Linked DNA regions of Zea mays: all the other regions are linked to region 2. A link is a contact called in public Hi-C data. All regions are on one chromosome and are shown on one strand. Each heading gives the region's core, a stretch centred on a gene start, on an enhancer-like site or on the middle of the called end of the contact. The rest is flanking DNA. Distances are from core to core; before and after follow the strand shown. Region 1 holds the start of LOC100383763 (Tetratricopeptide repeat (TPR)-like superfamily protein). Region 2 holds the start of LOC100275262 (nucleotidyltransferase). Region 3 holds the start of LOC100281229.

Evidence for each region. Hi-C and Micro-C count contacts between places; a contact is called where the count stands out from the background.
Region 1: a Hi-C map of an unstated tissue shows a contact between it and region 2, with 5 times the contacts expected there. The contact joins the promoter of LOC100383763 here to the promoter of LOC100275262 in region 2. A contact is called at or near these places in 2 of 25 Hi-C or Micro-C datasets (leaf and an unstated tissue).
Region 3: a contact with region 2 is called in a Hi-C map of endosperm, with 3 times the contacts expected there. The contact joins the promoter of LOC100281229 here to the promoter of LOC100275262 in region 2. A contact is called at or near these places in 3 of 25 Hi-C or Micro-C datasets (ear, endosperm and tassel).

Annotation. Positions count from the first base shown.
Region 1 is chr1:20,779,830-20,783,550 of Zm-B73-REFERENCE-NAM-5.0, forward strand. It overlaps LOC100383763 (Tetratricopeptide repeat (TPR)-like superfamily protein), which reads left to right and starts at 1,891. Exons shown (of 14, transcript NM_001362135.1): 1 at 1,891-1,991; 2 at 2,086-2,415; 3 at 2,494-2,600; 4 at 3,052-3,281. The coding sequence starts at 2,130.
Region 2 is chr1:20,451,713-20,455,426 of Zm-B73-REFERENCE-NAM-5.0, forward strand. LOC100275262 (nucleotidyltransferase) reads left to right here and starts at 1,452. Exons shown (of 9, transcript XM_008653758.3): 1 at 1,452-2,121; 2 at 3,265-3,453. The coding sequence starts at 1,921.
Region 3 is chr1:20,147,427-20,151,049 of Zm-B73-REFERENCE-NAM-5.0, forward strand. It overlaps LOC100281229, which reads left to right and starts at 1,660. Exons shown (of 6, transcript NM_001154148.2): 1 at 1,660-1,913; 2 at 2,079-2,149; 3 at 2,435-2,523; 4 at 3,497-3,608. The coding sequence starts at 1,797.

The DNA.
Region 1 (3,721 bases), core at 641-3,140, 330 kb after region 2:
TGCAACGGCGTGCGCGCGTTGCTGGAGAGCCTGGGCGCGTCGTTCCAGGAGCGCGACGTGTCCATGGACCGCGGCCTGCTGCCGTTCCAGGAGCGCGACGTGTCCATGGACCGCGGCCTGCGCGACCAGCTGTGTGCCGCGGCCGAGGAGAAGGTTGTGCCGCCGCGCCTGTTCAAGCAGTAACAACACAAATACACTCTTTGCTTAATATGTAGCAAAGAGCCAGCTCCATCGGTGTGAGGCATCCTGTTTCCGTGAGAACCCTCTTTGCATTTGTGATGGAACATGGAACACTGTTTTCTTGATACAAACGTACTAAATAAGGAGAGGTTACCTTGATGCTGGAAGGAGAGAGGCGGATGGTCTGACCGACGCCGCTAAGAGCACACTGCACAAACCCGGAGCCAAGTATGGTTCGTGAGCACGAGCCCACTTTCCTCATGCCATCCTCTGAGGAGAACGTGGGACCCAGCCCGAGAAGGATCACGCGCTGGGCGACCGGAACCACCTCTCACCGGGGGGGACACATTGGGATGGGTGGGGGCCTTACCACGTGCGGCGGACGGAGGTCGCCGAGGCCTGCCAATGGGCACGACGACGGGGTGACAAGGACCGGCGGCGAGGGTTAGGGTTTGAGAGCAGTCAAGTGCGGAAGGACGGACGGGCGGTGGGGGGAGCTAGGTCTGAACCGAATAGGGCCATGAGACGGCGGAGGATCTCCTCTGCAAACACGCACAGTGCGATGGGCAGGAACTTACCTCGCGCGGCGACGGACGGTGATTTGGGCTTGGGAGTCGCTCATCTCGCCCGACAGCCGCCTCCCCTCTCCTTCCTTTCTCCTTCCTCCCACGCAACCGGTGCTGTGGGGCGGGGCGCGGTGATTTTGGCTTGGGGGGCGGAGGGAGAGCCGGAGAGGGAGGGAGCACCGGCCAGGCCAGAGGGCGAGGGGGGTGAGGCGATGCGAGGAGGACGACATCGTGGGTGGCCAAGGAGGACTGAGGCGGTGTCGGTTGCAGCTGCGAGGGAGGCGGGGAGGGGAGGGCGGTCGAGCAAACGAACGGTGCAGCGGGCGCGAGGGTGATGCTCGACGAACGGACGGCTTAGATTGGCTGAAGGCAGAACGCAAGGGGGCAGCCTACCCCTTGCAGCCTTAATAGGTAGTATAGATATCTGTACATTGCCATTGTACCATATGTTTTGGTGAATCTCGTCTAACCTCGAGTACCCTTGAAATCTTTCCAGCAAACATCGGGACTCATGATGACAATGAAGGATGTGATGGGTTTGTGTCTGTTAGCCATATAAGGTTGCACGTTAAGCATGCCCCTGACTTGCCGGACGAGCAGCAAGACTTCGGGATCTTGATTGGCTAAGGCACTAAGAATAGAATAGCTTTTCCAGAAAAGAGAGACAACAACGGACACTGTACTATGTAGTGGTGAAATAGCTAGATTAAGATAATAAAATTTATATATGACTAGGATCATAAATGGATTACGAAACATTTTTATCATAACAATATAACACACGTTTATACATAAATTATTATAGTATTATATATTCCCGTTGCAACGCACGGACACTCACCTAGTATATATATAAATGTAGCAATTAGCAATGTACGCAGCACGAGCACTATAAAGCCACCAATTCTTCGGCTTTAACGGTGAAGCTATTTTTATAGAAATCCAACTAAATTGGGCCTTATTCAGGGTCCTGACGTCCGGAGGTAGCAAATTAGTACTTGGACCTAGGCGGCGTAACTTGGTCCAACGCCCACAGCCCATGGGCTAGCTAACCCTTCGCGTGCGACGTCGGCTTGCCAGCCGCAGGCCCTCGGGCTCTCTTTACCCATCTCCAGTCCTCCAACCCCAATCCTCTCCTTTCCATCCACGCCGCTGCGCTTCCGATGCAACCCTAACCACCTCATCGCCGGCACGATCTTCCCCGCCCCCACTCCCCGGCTATTGCCTCTGATTGGCGGCTCTCCGGTGCGTGCCCCCTTGCTCTCCCTATCACCTTTACACGCCCCCTTCCACTCTTGCGCGTTAATTTCACCTACCGCTTTTTGTCTGTTCGCCTTAGGGATTCACGTTGGTCCGGGGTACGGCTCCTGCGATTTTCACGCAATGGAGCAAGATCAGAGCGTGGTTGTCGGCAGCGCGGACTCTGGTGCTGCGGCTTTTGGTTTTGCGACTGGCAACCCCCCTAGCTTGGCTGTGACCGGCGGAAGCGCCGTGGCCCCCGACGGTGGAGCTCAGGCAGCTGATGCCTCTGCGTACCAGGCCGAGCACACGGCGTTGAATGGGACTGTCGGCGATATGGGTAATTACCCATCTACAGGAGCTGCAGAGAACGGCGAAGCCGTCCCCAACGAGACGGGCGAGCCGGTTCCTGAGCTATCGTACGAAGAAGGTAATATTGGGCTTGCAGGCTCGCCTAATCTGGTACCCTACCTTCTGTTTGCTCTTAACGTCCCGCTTTCTTATGCAGCCGTGCTTTCAGCAGAAGAGGCTAGGTTATGGAGTGTTGTTACCGCGAATTCCTTAGATTTTAATGCCTGGACCGCACTTATTGAGGAAACAGAGAAAAATGCTGAGGTAATGTTTGGTTAGCTACTTGCCGATATAAACATTCTCGTAACGTTCTTTGTGCAGCTAGCTATCTGTAAATGAGCTGATTTCGATAGCAGCTTGTAATTATAAGCTATTTGTCAATCTGCAATTGTTTGCCCATGGCTTTGATTTGGGGCATATTGTAATGGTGCATTTATTTTTGTTATATGATCAGTTACTTCCTTGTTCTTCTGTCTCTATCCTGCTAGTGGACTATGGTTCCTCTTGTTGCCTACAGTCAACTTGAAGTGTTTATGCATCTAATGCTTTAATTTTCCCTTCTGTATCCTTTAGTGTCCTTCACTATTTTGTGTTTCTAATAAAGTATACTTAATTTGAATCCGATCTGATTACCAGTCATAAGAATCAGAACTCTTGATACGATGATAATATTTATCCTAAATGCTAATGCATACTTCTGTATATTCTTGTCCAGAACAATATTTTGAAGATACGGAAAGTGTATGATTCGTTTCTTGCGGAATTCCCTCTTTGCTTTGGGTATTGGAAGAAATATGCTGACCATGAAGCGAGACTTGATGGTGTGAGTAAAGTTATAGAGGTGTATGAACGAGCAGTTCTCGCAGTTACTTATTCAGTGGACATTTGGTATAACTATTGTCAGTTTGCAATTTCAACATATGATGATTCAGATATCATACGAAGGTAGCAAATTAGCAATCCATACGCAATATGCTTGTTCCAATGAAACTTCTGTACCTAGGGTCTGTCTTCTGATTATTTGAAATGACTGGGCATTTGAAATCTATATTATTATACATAAATTCTTGATTAAGCTCTTATCATAGCTCAATGCCCACTTCTGCACTTTGTGTGGCAGCATAGTCTATCTGAGATTGGATATGTAAAAATGTATCTATGTTATTGGAGTGGTTGTATGCCTCTGAGTTGCAACAGGCCAATGGTTAATCCTATACTTACCTTTAGGGGCTAAACATAATGTATTTTTTTGGCCTTTTGTGAACTCAGTCTTGATGTAGTCACTTCTTTTGAGCCTATGTCAGTTCATACTCCATACAAAAGCTTTTATATGAGTGACATTAACATGCTTATTTGATCAAAGATGCTTTAATCTCTAGTACTCT
Region 2 (3,714 bases), core at 202-2,701:
CAGAGTGTAAAACTGGTATATCAACCGTGCTCACGGTCAAGCGCGACTCAGGACTCTCGCATGATTAACTTATGGAACTAAACTTAATTTGTCATATGCATTGCATTGTAGGTGTTATTATTAATTGTCATCTCTTATTTATTTGGGTTGGTATCTACTTATACTTATTAACTGCTAATAAATTTGTGACCAACTTTAAAAGCAATGCTCAGCTTTAACCATCTCTTTTTGGTAAGCCTTACACTTCACATGAGCCCCACTGTAAGTGAGCTCATGCACATTATTCCCCACAACTTGTTGAGCGATAAACGTACGTGAGCTCACTCTTGCTGTATTCACATCCCCCAGGTCAAGGACAACCACAGGCACCACAAGATAAGGAGCATGAATGATGCCGCGATGAGTTCGTGAGAGGTCTAGGCCGTCGTCCCCCAGTCAAATATGGTTGCTGGATCGTTGTCTTCGTATGATGTAATTATTTAACTATTTTGTACAAAACTCCATTATATATTAAGGATATGACATTCGTTTCTGTACCATGAGTCCTCATATGTGTGAGACTTAATATTACCACACATTTGATTCGCGTCCGGATTTAGCCTTTAAATCCAGGTGTGACACATCTCTAATCATAAAACAGAAGGCTCTGACCCGATCCAATCTGAAATAAGATATATAAATTTCTCTAGTTCTTTCTATCCTAGGTTTGTTAGATTCCTCATATTTTTTAGATCCCTATCATTTATATTACCAACAATCATGTTCACATCTAGAATCAGAGAATCTGTAAAGACCTGTGTTGGACTCCACCGTAGCAAAGGATCGGATATAATTGTACATGTCACATGTGGGCCGGCTTGACATAACACATGTCCGCAAAAGTATATCCCTAATTATAAGACCCGCAAAAGTATATCTCTAATTATAGACTATATATACATGTCAACACGTGGTCCAGCCATATTTAAAACCTATATATACATAAACAGAAAATACAGAATATATATTGGGCTGGGTCCAACCACATTTAGTAGGCTTCGATAGTGCTTAGTTAAATAAGCCGTGATAGATCAGCCTGTGAGCTTAACTTGAGACCCCGACATGACTCATATATTAGGGAAAATATCCTATGCAATCACTTATCCTGGTGCAACCATGCAATCAAGCGATCTGGTGCATCCGATCTAGATCTAATGATGACTGTTATTTTATATTTAATCTCTTTCACCTAAAACATAGTACCTATTTTACTTTTAACCCCTTATCATTGGATCTGAATTGGATGCTCTGGATAGTTTGATTGCACGCTTGCATCAAAATGAGTGATTGCACAGGATATGTCCTCCATATATTAAGCTTTATCAATCCAAACTCATAATTAGATTTGACTATGACACGTCTATCTAAAATTATGTGCTTTGACACAAATGTACACCTCTCTACCGTGTAGCACGGCGGATTCCCTCGAACTCAAAAACGCACATCGAAGTGTTTGATACGTTTGCCGGCGCATCCCCACGGGCCACGGCCCAAACCGAACACACCGACCCGAACCGCACGTCTCCTCCGGTCCTCCCCCTAAACTTCCCCTCCTCTCCTCACGCCGACCACTCCCTACCTGGTCGCCGCCGCCGCCGCCGCCGCCGCCGCCGCCGCCGCCGCCGCCGCCGCCGCCGCCGCCGCCGACTACTCATCCCCACAACCGCATCAATCAATCGCTCGCGCTAGGGTTTCTGCCCGCCCCCATCCTGGGGCTCCACGGCCCTGGCTCGATTTGCTGTGAGGGTGGTTGCTCCGAGCTCTTAGCCATCCGTCGCCGCTGTAGCCCACTGCTGCGGGGGTGCTCGCGGCTGCCGCTGGTGTCGGAGACTAGGGTTTTGGGTCTGCCAGGCGGAGGAGGGTGCATTGGTTGGCGTGCGCATGGGGATGGTGCCCAACGGGCTCCTGCCCAGTGCGTCCGCCAGGGTGACGCGGCGACTGGACCCCGAGCGCTGGGCGGTTGCTGAGGGCCGCACGGCGGAGTTGATCGCGCGCATCCAGCCCAACGCGTACTCCGAGGGGCGAAGGCTGGCCGTGTACCACTACGTGCAGCGGCTCATCATGAACTGCCTCTCCTGCCAGGTAGGGTTCCTGCTTACCAAGTGGTCCGATTGCCCACCACAGGTAGTAATGGAGATTAGCATTTGTTTGGAATATGCTCTTAGAGGCGGCGAGGGCTGCTGTGTAGTTGCATAGATGTGACTCTCCCTTTTCTTTTCTTTGGGGGTTGAGCTCTGAGGTTTTCATATGGGGTTTCATCTCTAGCCTACCTCAACGTGCTTGGGACAAAAAGGCTTTGTTGTTGTTGTTGTTGTTACTTTCTGTTATTCAAATATTTGTCTGAGCAACCATAGCTTATTCTGGAGCAATGTTTTCAAGTCGGACGACTTGGTCATTCTAGATGACTGACTAGGGTGATTAATAATAACCATTATTCGGACGTCTTGGGCGATTAATCGTGATTGGTGCAAACCGACTTCGACGATTAATCGCGACTCAGACGACTTGAAAATATTGTTCTGGAGAGAGTTCTCATTGGAAATGGCGGTTTATGGTTCCACAGAGCCTCTGGTCACTTTACACCAATGCTTCGGATCTGAGACTTGTTTCAAAGCATGAAGCTTTCATACAATGGGGTTGACTGGGAAAAATGATACGTGCTTTGGGGAAGAGCATGAATAGACCCTGGATAGTGTATAGTTGAATTGTATTGCCCTCTCTATGCACATTCCTGTGACATGAGGTATATGAAAATTCTGTTTGATGGTTATAATCAATAGCCATATGTGGCTGTATGAAAATCCTAGCTTGTCTGTTGGGATGAGCATTTTCTGTGCAGCATAGGAGGGAGTGTAATAAATAGCGGGCTATGCACATGTAGCAGCAGGGCTTTCTTGAGGATAAGACCCAGCTATAGCGGGCTAAAACAGCTAAACTGAATGTGAGTACAATTAGTGGTGTAATGCTCAAAACAGCTATAGCTGTCTACAGCGGCACCTATAGCCGGCTATTTATTTCCTTGCTAGGAGGTGCATTGGGATACCACTTTTACCTTCACGCTTCTTTGATGATTGAAAATTGAAATAGACTTGTTTGTTTGTCTTATACTCTTATGCATGTCTAGGGGGGATTTTTTCACTAGCATTTTGGACGTTCCTGCTCTTATCTTCAGTATGCAGTTGACTATATATGCTTCACAGAGAATTGGTCTCTTCCTCTCTGCAGGTTTTTACCTTTGGGTCAGTCCCTCTCAAGACTTACTTACCTGATGGTGACATTGATGTCACTGCTTTTAGTAATAGTGAAGAACTAAAGGAGATTTGGGCAAATCTTGTCCGGGATGCATTGGAGCGCGAAGAGAAGAATGAAAATGCTGAATTTCATGTAAAGGAAGTCCAATATATTCAGGCAGAGGTATTTTCCCCTGTGGTATCTCTTTTAGTTGCTGTATAAGCATCAGAGAAGCTCAATTCGAGGGTCTGCCTATGCAAAATGTGTACCCATAATAGAGTTTAAATTAGCATCATGGGCTCATGGCTGCATTTACGACTTTATGATTGTGTCGAAGTTATTACCAGAAGTTGCCTATTGTATGCTGTGCATATGAATCTGTACATAATACAATATCTAAGTTAAACTTCAGTTTAGTATGTATCCACCGATCTTTTAATACAG
Region 3 (3,623 bases), core at 410-2,909, 300 kb before region 2:
AACAGGATAATACATGACGAGTATACTACGTACGTAGACCGCTGCTGCGGCGCCGGCACTCTACTCCGGCCGGGCAATTAATACGGGGAGTTAGTAGTCGCCATTGGTGCGCAGCAGCGGGCAGGCAGGCCGCGGCCGGCGGTGTGGCTCGCTCGCCTGAGTTGGGTGCGGCCTTTAAGGCGGCGATTACTACACGCCCCCCCGTACCGATCTGATCGACCCCGGCGAGCCGGCCCTCATTACACACACCAGCTGCCCGCTCTGCCTGCCGCCTGCCAGTTCGTGTGCACAGCGCGAAGCGCTGCTCCTACGGTTCGGATACGGCTCTCTCTGCTGCTGCCCTGCAGCCTGCTCCTCTGCCTGCCGCTGTGAACTACGTCACCCTCCGACCTCCGTGGTAGCGCGGCGCAGGTGTAGGTGTTGGCTTGCTTGACCGTTGCTATCGTTCTACTATTTACTGCCACTGCGTTCGGCTAACGTCGCCATTTAATTAATTTGCTTTATATACCTTTTGTTTTATATATAGCGTACGCACGTCGTTGTTATGTGAATAGGTGGACATGGCATCTGCCTCTGCGTTCAGTTCGATTCGAGCGTGTGGATGGCAGGATGGGTGAATTGTAGAGGCAGCTGTTAATGTTATCGACTCACCGCACAGCTCATTTACCGGAGTTGATGTGAAGCGAGTGCTGTGCTCAGGTGCATGTGCATCCGTTGCGTGCATGGGCTGCACGTGCAAGCTGTGGCCCAGCAAAACAAGGCCATTTCTTCTGATGCGGGCCTACTGGGCACTGCACTTTGCTCCGCTACAATCTGGCCCAAACGCACATTTAAAAGAAAGTTGGACTAGCCCAACAACAAGGGCCTGCGGTTGAGGGCTGGTAGCAGCCAATGCCCATATGCTCCTCGCACAAAGTCAAACCGGCGTGTTTGGTATGGACTTAGGAGCTTGGACTCGCCCTCGCACAAGGCGTGTTTACCGTGTTTGGGATGGCTCATGTTACAGCTTTAACATAGAGCTGTAATCTAAATAGTTTTAAAAATATTTTTTTAATCTAAATAATAAACAAAATAACTTATTCAAATATATTCTAAAGGCTTATAATTTTAGTTTCACATTTTTTTTGAAGCCGCTAATGATCTGCTCCACTAATTTTACCAAATTTTTTGAAGGTGGAGCTGTCCAAATGAGACTTTATTCTGTTCGGGAAAAAAGTTTCCGGTTCCTACGTTCCGTGGTGTAAAAGGGAATGCAAATTTGGCACGTTGCATTACAGCTGGTGCAAGAAACTACTGCTTCTTCTTCCTGGGCCGGGGCCACCCCCACGATAAAAAAACAGACTACCTACCTTTTGAAGCAGTTTTCTAGGTAAAGCTAGGTTATTTTAAAGGGATTATTTAACAAAAATAACGTAACTAAGATGGGGAAATAAAGGAGAAAACTGCAAAAAAACTACTCTTTTTTTATTTCTTTGTACAAGCATTTAAAAAGAAAAAAACATCTATAGAGCTATTTTAAAAAGTATGTAGAGAAAAAAAACAGTTTACAATAACTCATGACGTTGTAAATAAAGCCGTGCCAAATACGGCCTAATTCGAAACGCCGAAAGCGACCCCATCTTCCCCGTTCAAAGCAACCGGTCCTCCTCCCTTTTCCTCATTCCAAGCGTCCAAACCCCCCATACAACCAACTCGCAACTCCTCGCGCGGTTCCTCGATCGAAGTCTCCAGACGCCCAGCGTCGATCGCGACGACGTACGCCAAGCCGCAGCAAAGCTCCGGCGGTGTGCGGTGAGATGGCGGTGGTGTCAGCGCTGGCCAAGTACAAGCTCGTGTTCCTGGGCAACCAGGCGGTGGGCAAGACGGCCATCATCACCCGCTTCATGTACGACAAGTTCGACGACACCTACCAGGTCGGTCTCCGCCCGCCGACGATCTTCGGCTCCCATCTCCCTCGTCCCGTATGTTTTCAGGCAGGATCATTGCTACTGAACCTGTCGTCGAAATCTGACTCTGACCTGTGGGTCCGTGCTGCTGCCGCCGCCGCCGCTATATCCGCTCCCCCGTGCGTGATGCAGGCGACGATCGGGATCGACTTCCTGTCCAAGACGATGTACCTCGAGGACCGCACCGTTCGCCTTCAGCTCTGGTATGCATATACACGCAGCTTTTCTTCAACGCTACGATGAATCCTCCTCGGCTATGAACTGAACGCGCAGATTTTGTCGATCGATGCTTTGACTTCCACTTGGAGTTCAATTCCTTAGCGTGTGTACACTAGGACTAGTAAAAATGAGTAACGAATGGAGAGAAGATCAAGGCGTCCGGGTTTTTCCTTTCCTTCGATCGTACGCCGAAAGCAGTCAAAGCACTTGCTCGAAGCGAATAAACATGGGTTTGAGTGACAGAGAGAGTTTTGTTTGTGAACGTGCAGGGACACAGCTGGGCAGGAGAGGTTCCGCAGCCTGATCCCGAGCTACATCAGAGACTCCTCCGTAGCCGTCATCGTTTACGATGTGACCGGTAAGTTGACCGTCTCCAAAAGATAGACCGCCAGCGTACAGTCTGTGCCTTTGCTTTCTACACTAATGCAGCTGTAACACGCCAATTCTGATTTCTTGGAAGAGAACATATGTGCTACACATGATAATTTAGTACATATAGTGCATATATTAAATCATCATCACTTATCTTAAATCTAATGTTTCATATATTTTGCTAAGTACACCCTCTGTCGTGGTGGGATATAGTGGTAGAAGATGTTATTTGTAAATTATAATGATTAATCAAAGATGTTAGACCTGATATGCATAGTGATGATTTAATATGTGCACCGTATATGTCCTCTTCTTTGAATAGAAAATCTGAAGCTTTTTTTTCCCGAAAATATGGTGTATTTTTTGTTTAGAAAATCTGAATAGCCGCTGTTTTTGTTTTTCAATTTAGAAAATTCAGCATGTTGAATAATCTCCAGACGAAAGGTCCATGCAGCAAGGCACGCCGATGATTTCCAGCTTTTCTGTTTTAGAATACTAGTACGTCGTCGACTTGTTTGTTTCAAATGACGTTTTATTTTGTGGAGGCCTCAGTCAATATAATAGAATTAATAGTTAGTAGCTAAAATTAGTTGGATACATCTAAACATCTTGGCTAATAGTTTAACTATTAGCTATTTTTAATAAATTAGGTTTAAGAAGCAATCCAGTTTTTTAAAAAATTAGTTTTATTTTAACTACGAGAGGTTAGCTTATTGGTTTTTAAGAAACTATAAATCCAATTTCTATAAATTGAGATATAAACTAATATGTTTGGAACCACCCTAATTTTCATAAGCCAATTTCTTAAAAACTGAATGGTTCCAATCAGACCCTTAGTTAATAGTTAGCTAGCTAATTTCACTAGTAATCTTTTAGCTAACTATTTATTAGATCTAGTGCATTTAAACACCCTCTAAATATAATAGTATCCAGTCTCATCTCATGTCGTTCTTTTGCAGACAGGCAGTCATTCTTGAACACGTCAAAGTGGATCGAGGAAGTAAACACGCAAAGAGGTGGAGACGTGCTCATCTTCCTCGTTGGAAATAAAACTGACCTTGTCGACAAGAGGTTTGTATCTGTGAA